Regions from separate parts of the Xenopus tropicalis genome. Here region 1 is linked to region 2. Evidence: chromatin contacts called from public Hi-C data. All regions are on one chromosome and are shown on one strand. The core of a region is the stretch at or near the end of the contact, and the rest is flanking DNA. Distances in the headings are between cores, read along the strand shown.

What was found. Hi-C and Micro-C count contacts between places; a contact is called where the count stands out from the background.
Region 1: a Hi-C map of neurula embryo shows a contact between it and region 2, with 1.8 times the contacts expected there. The contact joins the promoter of nkd1 here to the enhancer-like site in region 2. A contact is called at or near these places in 3 of 5 Hi-C or Micro-C datasets (brain, gastrula embryo and neurula embryo).

The regions. Positions count from the first base shown.
Region 1 is chr4:43,507,065-43,512,150 of UCB_Xtro_10.0, reverse strand. nkd1 (naked cuticle homolog 1) reads left to right here and starts at 3,166. Exons shown (of 10, transcript NM_001016798.2): 1 at 3,166-3,441; 2 at 3,557-3,589. The coding sequence starts at 3,417.
Region 2 is chr4:43,456,007-43,460,932 of UCB_Xtro_10.0, reverse strand. The region is part of intron 3 of nkd1 (naked cuticle homolog 1); the gene reads left to right. Among named protein-coding and RNA genes, the nearest start is that of nkd1, 51 kb to the left of the region's middle. Within about 2 kb of position 1,307, at least 3 of the 11 cell types and tissues checked have an H3K27ac peak or open chromatin away from gene starts, as enhancers often do. A contact at or near this core is called in neurula embryo, where this site is marked.

The sequences.
Region 1 (5,086 bases), core at 1,917-4,416, 49 kb before region 2:
GAGATTTGTCGCGGGCGACTATTGTAAATCGCCGCTGGGATGGCATACGCGGCGGCACGATTTCAGTGAAATTGCGGAAGTTTCCTCTCAAATCGCGCCGCCGCGTATGCCATGCGATTAACATCCCGCCCGCTGGTGGGATAGTCGCGGGCGACTAATCTCCTGTGTGCCAGAGCCCTAAGCCAATGCCACATGGGGCTGATTCTTGGCCTGTGTATGAATGCAGGATGCAAATCAGCTGATAAGCTATCTCCTGTGGCTGCAACTAGCAGCTTGGGTGCAGACACAAAGAAGAGATTTTGGCAGTGAAACACATGAATGTTCTTTTTTGCACCAATATCTGCTCTGTGTGTCTGCACCCATTCCTATGTAGTGCTTCTGGGTGCAGACACAAGAGAGCACAGATGCAAGCCGAAGGTCTATTTTTTAGCCTGTGCTTATATACATGCAGGGAAACAGCCCAGTGTAATAATAGCCTAAAGGAAGCAAAAGAATGTCAAGTGTGGCATTTTTGTGATTTGTATTTAAAGCTTCAGTGACACCCAGACTCTTGTTATTGCATGCAATAGGAGTTCTCCACATATATATAAATATATATAAACCTCGAAACATGGACCGCTTCACACAGGACTTATGCAAAAACAGAAAAATTTATTTTCAAAGCAACATAGCAGAAGACTGACGTTTCGGCTGGATAACCAGCCTTTCTCAACTTTGAGAAAGGCTGGTTATCCAGCCGAAACGTCAGTCTTCTGCTATGTTGCTTTGAAAATAAATTTTTCTGTTTTTGCATAAGTCCTGTGTGAAGCGGTCCATGTTTCGAGGTTTATTTTGCACTGTTTTTCGGACTGCACCCAGGCATACAATGTTTTTGTTTTTCGAGAGTGCCTATCTGTTATAGTCTGTATATATATATATATATATATGATCTTGCTACTTAAGAAAGAGGCGGGAGCCTCGAAACGTTGTAAGTAATGCAATTGTTCTGCATAATGCAGTAAAGATTTTTTCTTTTTCATTTAAATGAGTCTGGACCTTTTTGTTTCTTTCTATATATATATATATATATATATATATATACAGGGCCGCAATCAGGGGGGCACAGGGGGGACAGTCATCCCGGGCCCAGACGTTTTTAACTTAAAGGGGGCCCGGCCGTGCTAGAGTTTCCCGCTACATCTGCGCATATATAAGGTTGCGCCCGGTGCATATTGACGTCACACGCATGGGGCGCAACCTTTAAAAAAAGCGCAGATGCTGCAGACAGCAGCGGGACATATCGGTGGACATCAAGGGAGCCGGAGGACGCAGGGGAACCGGAGGACGCAGCAGGGGGGTGGTGGTGGTGAGGAACTGGATGATGCTGAAGGAGCTGAAGGAGCCTGGGGGGGGGGGGGCTAGAGGAAGCAGGAGGATGCTGGGGGGGAACTGGAGGATGCTTGTGGGGAGCAGGAGGATGCTTGGGGGGGCCCTGGAGAAAGCAGCAGTATGCTTGGGGGGGCCTGGAGGAAGCAGGAGGATGCTGGGGGAAGTTGGAGGATGCTTGGGGGGCCCTGGAGGAAGCAGCAGGGTGCTGAGCTAAACTATGGGAACAGCAACCACAAAGAAAAAAAAAATTCAAGAGGGTCCTTATTATAAGCCTATGCAAAGTCCTAACCTTACATCGAAAAGAAGACATCAATTACAGGATAGAAAAAAATATATAGTAAATATATATATGGTTTAAAAACACTAAACAAGATAAAAAAAACAATTTGTCTAAGAACATTTTTTTAAAATGTTTTAGGGGGCCCTGGCTATTAATGTCTGTGTATTGATGGGAGGGGTCACTGGGGGAGGGGCCATTGGGGGCGTGGGAGGAGGGGGGCCTAGAAAATTTAGGGGCCCGTGATTTCTGATGGCGGCCCTATATATATATATATATATATATATATATATTGTACATAATTCATTATTCCTAGGCTGCAAGGTATGTGAATGGAGTTGCCCTTTTAATTCTGCTGATTTTTCAGCCATAGTGTAAATATATATTTCTCAGCACTGAGCATTCATTAATATCCATAACTTAAACAGCTACCTATTCAGTTCATTGTTGACCCAATCGTAAGCATCAAAGTCATTATTTTTTTACCCTGTCGTGTGTTAGCTACAGTTTACACAACTGAATACAGTTTAACAGCTCCCTTTTTCTCCTTTTTTCTGTTTCTCTCCTTGGCTTGAACGCCTGCAAGCATTGTTTTTAGATGCAGACATACACAACTTATTAGAACTCAACATCAAAGCCGATGTCCCACAGTCTTGCTGTCAAAGGCCCCATTGTGTTTCTGTGTGGAAAAAGCTGCTGGAAAAGAGAAACACTCTGTTCAAAGGCACATCCAGAGGGGGAAGGAGAAATGGTGGATAAGGTGGGGCATATCTTGCTTTGCTGTGGATGAGGACTTTATGGGGTGCAGGACCCCTAAGAACAAGCAGATTTAGTGCATATTTGGCATGAATTTATTTCTCTGCAAATAGTCACTGATTTTGCCAAGCTTACATTACAAGTCTCTATATTCTTTCTCTCACTTTGTAACAAAAAAAATGGCATTATGTTTTAAAGATAACAAAAACATGTATTCCCCCTTGCTTCTTTCACTTAGTCATTAGAATTTGCACTGCTTTTTTATAACATGAAGCTTTAATATTTCGTATTGTCAAAATAAAAGATACACAAAAATAAGATAAAAGACTAATGCGAAACTGCCGGTTTTGAGCAGAATCTGATTCCACTGGTAAGAGGGCTGCGTGTTCCATTCTGGTGTCACCTTGAGAAAGCAATAATACCTGCCCCAAAAGCGTGAACTGCAAGCTCTTTGGTACAGGGGATAAATATGACTGAAAACAAAAGGAAATAACAAAGAACATTGCACTGTTTGTACGTGGGTGCCCTGAAAAATCTAACAAAGGGACTATTAATCCCGATCCCTAGCCTGCAAAAAGGCTCCTTTTTAAATATAATCCCAATTACCTGAGTGAACCTTCCTATTGTTTTCCTGATCTCTTTAGTGTTTCAGTTTTCTTCTGGTTTTCTGTGCTCCCTATCTTCCCGTCCACCCCCTCCCCCGTCTATGTCTCCGTCAGCCCCTCTCCCAGCCCCTGTAGCCCCTCCTCGCTGTGAGCACTGTGCGTATGTGTCTGTTCCAGTGCGAGCTGCAGCTCTCGGAACAGGCAATTACAAGCTGCTCCCCGTACATGGGGTGTCAGAGCGTTCGGGGGTCCCACTACAGCGCTTGCAGCTTTTTGGATTTGTGGGGAGGTTCAAATACCGGGAGAGAAACATCTCTGGGGGGCTTGCAGGGATTTACATGGATTGGTAACCAGTCATTGGATTGTACCGTGTCTCTGATGTTCTGCCTTTGGGAATCTTTTGCAGAGAGATGGGGAAACTTTACTCGAAACACGGTGAGTGCTGATGCACCCGCTTGCCCTATCCCAGAGAATAGTCTTGTTTTGTGCCATCTAATAATCTCTTTCTTTTTTCTTCCCTCTCTGTACTCACGATTTTCCTGCCTGCCAGCTGCAGTTTGCAAACCCAGAGAAAGTCCTGAAGGTAGGAAACCTATTTCCCTGCTCACTTCTAGCTGTAATGTTACTGCTGCTGCTGCTGCTGCTGTACCTTAATGTTATGGGAGGACCCTGAGACTATGCCCGTGTATTTGGAGCCGGACCAGGAAAGTTTGGGGACTTTAGTAACTGGTATTAGTTCTACGCGTACCTAATGCAACAGCGTACTATCTCCCTGTCATACTATCTCGCTGCCGTACAACAGCACTCGCACTAAAGAACACATAGCTCTGTAATATGAGGCTATTGGCTCATACTGAACGATGGTTTTCAAAGGCTTTGACCAATCGCGCATAACTCAGATTAGGGAAGTCTAATTGCGCCCCACCCGCTGTTGCTGAGTATCAATGTCGGAATTTGTAATTCAGCAAGTGTAGGATAGCCTTCCATGTTTCTTAAATTATAGGCTGTGCTGGAAATGTTTCCCTCCTGGTTTATAAACTTCTAAACCGACTTTTGCATTAGTATGCACCTGAAGTGTTAGAAGTTATGCTCCTGGACAGTTCTTAGTATAAAGGACAAAGAGTTTCTGACTGTCTAGTGCTTTGGTCATGTCCTAATTCTGCACCATGTAATGTTTTGATGTGATGTTTCAGTTATATTTGCCTTAAATTTTAGAAGCATACTGACCCTGTTCAGCTCATTGACAAGTTTTCTTAAAGGGGTTGTTCACCTTTAAATGAACTTTGTATCCTCATAGCTTATGGCGTGCTGGGGTTAGTGACCCCCATTTTAAGGCTGGAAAGAGCCAGAAGAAAAATACCAAAAATTTAAAAACTATAAAAAAAAGGACCAATTGAAAACATGCTACCTATTGACCATTCCGTTGCATGCTAAAAGTTGTCCCTTTAATTTGTCCCTTTCCTGTGTATTGCACATTTACCACGCAGTGTTTGCATGGATTCCTTATTTGATTGCATCCAGCAATAGCTGCCCCTACAGTTATAACAGTTTGGATACATGTTTCCCCTTATGTTACAAGTTATAATTGATGATTCTGTGTGCTGTGAAGGGGTTTTCTAAGTTTGACAACTCAATGAATGTGGTAAATCATTTAGCAAAGCTTATTTCCACAGCCTACTATGCCACTCTGGTCACACCGCCTGTTCCTTTTTGTCACAGCATGCTTACTATGTGCTGATAGTCCCAGTCCTCACATCTCCAACCCCCCCACAGAAAGTTTTTGCTGCATGAACTTCCAGATGGATGAGGCCCTTGTTTATTTTAAAGGGACCCTTAAATAGATTGTCACTTAAAAGAGTGACGGGGTAAAAGCGTCATATTTTGCTTTGGAACCTGGAGGTAATTTGATCACCTAGGATATATTGCAACTGCAATTAAATCTTTTTGTAAATATAATTTAAGATCTGGTTTTGTTTGTTTTTAATACATAATAATTGAATCTTTTAGTTACGTAATCTATTTTAGATCAGTTTAATAACAAGTTCTCCTTCCTTGCCATTTTATGTTTATTCTGGCTAAC
Region 2 (4,926 bases), core at 58-2,557:
TGCTGGTTAGGGTCTGGTGCGAGATGAATTTTTCATGACCCGCAAATAACTAAAACAAAGGGAGGGTCAGGCTCAATCACACTGGTGGATGCAAGGATGGGGTAATAGTGACATCTGCTTTTTCTCAGCATATTTTTCTGGTCCAGACAAACCACATTGCAAAATATTACTACAGGCAAAATGTACCGGGTAAAAAAGCTCACTCCTTCCTTAACCCCTTTATATATTTATACATAGTTATCATAATTATGACCTATCCTAACCCTTAGGGCTCTGGCACACGGGGAGATTAGTCGCCCGCGATAAAACTCCCTGTTCGCAGGCGACTAATCTCCCCGAGTTGCCTACCCCTGCCATCCCGCCGGCGGGATGGCAGACGCGGCGGGGCGATTTCCGGAAATTGGCGAAAAAGACTCGCAAGTGTGCCAGAGCCCTTAAGCGCCTCTTCTCCAGTGTAAACATTCCCATACTGGCAAAAAGTCAAAACCAGCAGGAATCAGAACAACAAAGGCTTTAGCAAAGTCAGAATATTCTAAACCAGCTTGGGCACTTAAACAAGCAAAGAAGCTCAATTTAAATGTGAATTTCACTCCAAAAGTTACATCTATGTGTCCACTGGCGTCATTACGCAGTGTCAGTGTTACCGTGCAGCCATGTGCAAGTGCCTAGGAACAGTGCACACAGGAGCACCCCTCATTGAAGGAGCCTGGGGACCAGCGCGCATAGAGGTAGGAACGTATGCTGGCCTTTTCGGCGATCCTTACAGTTTTCCTTCTTTGAACTCCCTCTAAATCAACACAATTCCATTTGAGCACTGGAGTCCAAAACTACACCACATATTTCAGATAGAGCCATACCAGTGCTTTGTAAAGGTGAGAATGACACCCTATACATTACTTTGATTTGTTGCTTTTCCCTGTTTATACATAGTTTCTAAAGAATAGTCAAAACAATAAGTTCAGCACAGGCACTATTACTTTAACTCTTTCTAAAAAAAGAGGTCCCTTTAAGAGCAAATCATATTGTCTAGTTTTTCTGAAAAAGAGGTTAGTAGTGGGTTTTTGACATTTATGGAGAACAGAAAAAGACCCAAAAAAGAAAAGAAATAAATCCTTTGAGGTACTGTTGAAATGGAGTGTTAATCAGATGTGGAACAGTTTAATGGGGTTTATTAAGGGAACAAAAAGCAAACAGCAGTGTCTTCTGCCTTTGATCATTGAGTGGCCCATCTAGGAAGCTTGGAAGTCGGAGACAATTCTCTCTTTCATCTGCCTGGCTCGCTGCTGCTCTGCTGATTACAAACACAGATGCCAGCAGGGAGGGGAGAGGGCAGGAGGATGGGGAGAGTGGGAGGACAAAGGAATGTCAGTGGGGAGGGAAAGGGTGGCTGAAGTGTAAAGATGCCGTTAGCTGGACTTCTTAAGACACTCTTGCAAGGGTCTCTCATACTGTAACTGCAAACACCTTTACTCAGAATGCATCACCCTGATATGAACTGTAACACTTGAAAAGCAATCTGCAGTCGCCAACACCAGTATGTTTATAGAGAAAATATTTTGTCCCCTTTCAGCCTCTTTAACTAATTTGAGTGTTTCTCCCTCAAACAGGGCACATTCAGACAACCCTGCAATAATGATCAATTTAGGGTTGACCAATTAAGCCAATTGGTTCAATCTCATTTATTTTGAGGAAAATGAGTAATGAGACAGCAAAGTATCCGTAACTGCAACTGCATTTAATCTTACATGTCAAGTTGACATTGGTGGGTTTTGTTAATATAAACAGTAATGCGAAAAAAGTTAAGACAAGTCTTAAGATACATTAGGATTATTTTTTTGGAGCAGGGTTTCAGTGGGACAAAAAATTAGCTCTATTACTATTGTAAACACATATCTAAAAAGTACCAACATAATCCACAGGGCTATAGATAGATGTATAGATCAGACTAACAATACATACAAAAATTGTCCAATAGAGGAAGTAACGAGGGCCACATTTAAAAGTAATTTATCGTAAGCAATCACATGTTCCCATAACATCAGATGAGTAAGTCATGGTTGTATTTACTGGAACAAACCTTGCTAATGTTACTACTATCTAGTACCTAGTAGTTTATAAGGGCATTGGAATCAATAGCAAAGTTTGTATTTTTTTTTAAGATGCAGACTGTTTAAATTAATATTTTGATTAATAGTCCTTTTTGTCCTTGCATACTGAAACATATTCACATTCCTTACTGTTAAATATTTGCGGTTCTGTCTTACCTCGCAGAATCATAAGCAGATCTACCTTGCGCTGTTTTTTTTATGGTTTTGCCCTTATAACAATTTAAGGATTACTGATATATTTATTTAGCACTCAGAAATGATTAGATGCAATTTCTTAAGGGACAAATCTCCCTTGCCACGGGTGACTAAGCTCCCCGAAATGCCATCCTACCCGCGAAAATGTAAATCGGCGGTGGGATGGCATCAGGGAAATCGCGGTGCCGCGTATGCCACCCCACCACTGATTTACATACTCGCCAGTGGGATGGTATTTCAGGGAGACTAGTCGCCTGTGACAAGGGAGATTTGTCGCGGGCGACTAGTCTCCCCGTCTGCCACAGCCCTTAAACAGAATTTAGAATAATGGAGTGCACTCCGGGCTAAGATATTCTTGCCCTTTACAAACAATCAAAAATGAATAAATATATGAAATATCCAGGTGCTAGGGTTTCAACAATCCCCCCATTAGAGGATTATATATACCAATAAAACCCCGTATAAACCCTGCACACCAGAAAAAACTTTCCCAGGGAAGTATTATAGTTAAAAGACATTTTTATTTAACAAATCATTATGCAGCCAAAATATTGCATCTTAAACAGTACAATAGCCATCAATAAACAATACATACCGCCCAGTGAAAAAACTGAACAAAATGATATGAAGGCAGATACTCTGGATGAGAGAATACCCCAATGTTTCGGCTCAAACGCCTTTGTCAAGGGAGCTCTAGTGTCCATAGTATAGTACACAGCTTTTAAACCCTGTATGGCGCCAAAAAATTACCGCACAAGCGCGCGTTCTCCTCTGCTAGGATACCGTAATGTAAACTTCCGCAAACATCATATTTGCTTCCACAATGTTGCGCCCTATACATTACATACGCGTATAATCACATGCGTATATGCGTAATTGCGCACGCAATGTATATACGTAAAAACGCACCCTACATGCAAACACATATATATTATCATGTTGCTTAGCAACCAGTTTACTTAACTCAAGCCTTTTTTATAAGTACATTATACTTCCAAAGCAATATGTTCACGCATAAGTAATGATAAGCATATATAAACATTCTCTATGTAAGCCTTTATTTCATAATGGAACAAGTGATCATGTGACTAAAGTGCACAGATATCTGTCAGCATAAGCAAGGGACACTTCCAAAAATCGTCCAACACAGTTTCCATGTGTTCAAGCCTTGTCAAGCAATATTTTGTCCTACCAATAACTTTGTCCATTGTGTATCATAGTAACATAGTAAGTTGGGTTGAAAAAAGACATACGTCCATCACTTTCACCCATAATGCCTATGTATAACCTGCCTAACTACTAGTTGATCCAGAGGAAGGCAAAAAAACCCCATCTGAAGCCTCTCTAATTTGCCGCAGTGGGGAAAAAATTCCTTCCTGACTCCAAGATGGCAATCGGACCAGTCCCTGGATCAACTTGTACTAAGAGCTATCTCCCATAACCCTGTATTCCCTCACTTGCTAAGAATCCATCCAGCCCCTTCTTAAAGTTATATAATGTATCAGCCAGCACGACTGATTCGGGAAGGGAATTTCACAACTTCATAGCTCTCACAGTAAAAAAATCCTTTCTGAATATTTAAACGGAACCTCCCTTCTTCTAAACGGAGTGGGTTCTCTCGTGTCTGTTGGAAGGACCTACTGGTAAATAAAACATTAGAAAGGTTATTATATGATCCCCTTATATATTTATACATAGTTATCATGTCACCTCTTAAGCACCTCTTCTCCAGTGTAAACAGACCCAACTTGGCCAGTCTTTCTTCATAACTGAGACTTTCCATACCCTTTACCAACTTAGTTGCCCTTCTCTGGACCCTCTCTAACTCAATCATGTCCCGTTTGAGCTCTGGAGACCAGAACTGGACAGCATATTCTAGATGGAGCCTTACCAGCGCTCTGTAAAGGGGAAGAATAACCCCCTCCTCCCATGAATCTATACCCCTTTTAATACTGCTCAAAACCTTGTTTGCCCTTGCAGCTGCTGCCTGGCATTGCTTGTTACAGCCAAGTTTATTATCTACAAGGACTTTAAGGTCCTTCTCCATTATGGATTTGCCTAGTGCAGTCCCATTAAGGATATAAGTGGCTTGCATATTTTTACATCCCAGGTGCATGACCTTACATTTATCCACATTAAATCTCATCTGCCACTTAGCCGCCCAGATTGCCAGTTGGTCAAGATCCTGCTGCAAGCATGCCACATCCTGGATAGAATTGACTGGTCTGCAGAGTTTTGTGTCATCTGCAAACACTGATACATTACTTTATAATACCCTCCCCCAAGTCATTTATGAACAAGTTAAGCAAAAGTGGACCCAGTACAGAACCCTGAGGGACCCCACTGAGAACCTTATTCCAAGTAGAGAATGTACCATTAACATTAAGCGTCTGTGAATATGAAACACGTAAGGTGACTTGCTCAATGAGTGCCTGCTCTTCAAAAAAAAAAAAAAACGGTGGTGAGGTAGTAGGCCAGATAAAAATAAGTGGAAAGAATTTAAAGAATGTTGGTTCTTGTTAAAATGTCTTTACAGTTGTAGGGAGGAAATCATTGTAGGACTGTTTAATGAAAATGTAACTGGAGTCTACTCTCTCAAGCATCCAAATAAGTAAGGAACAAT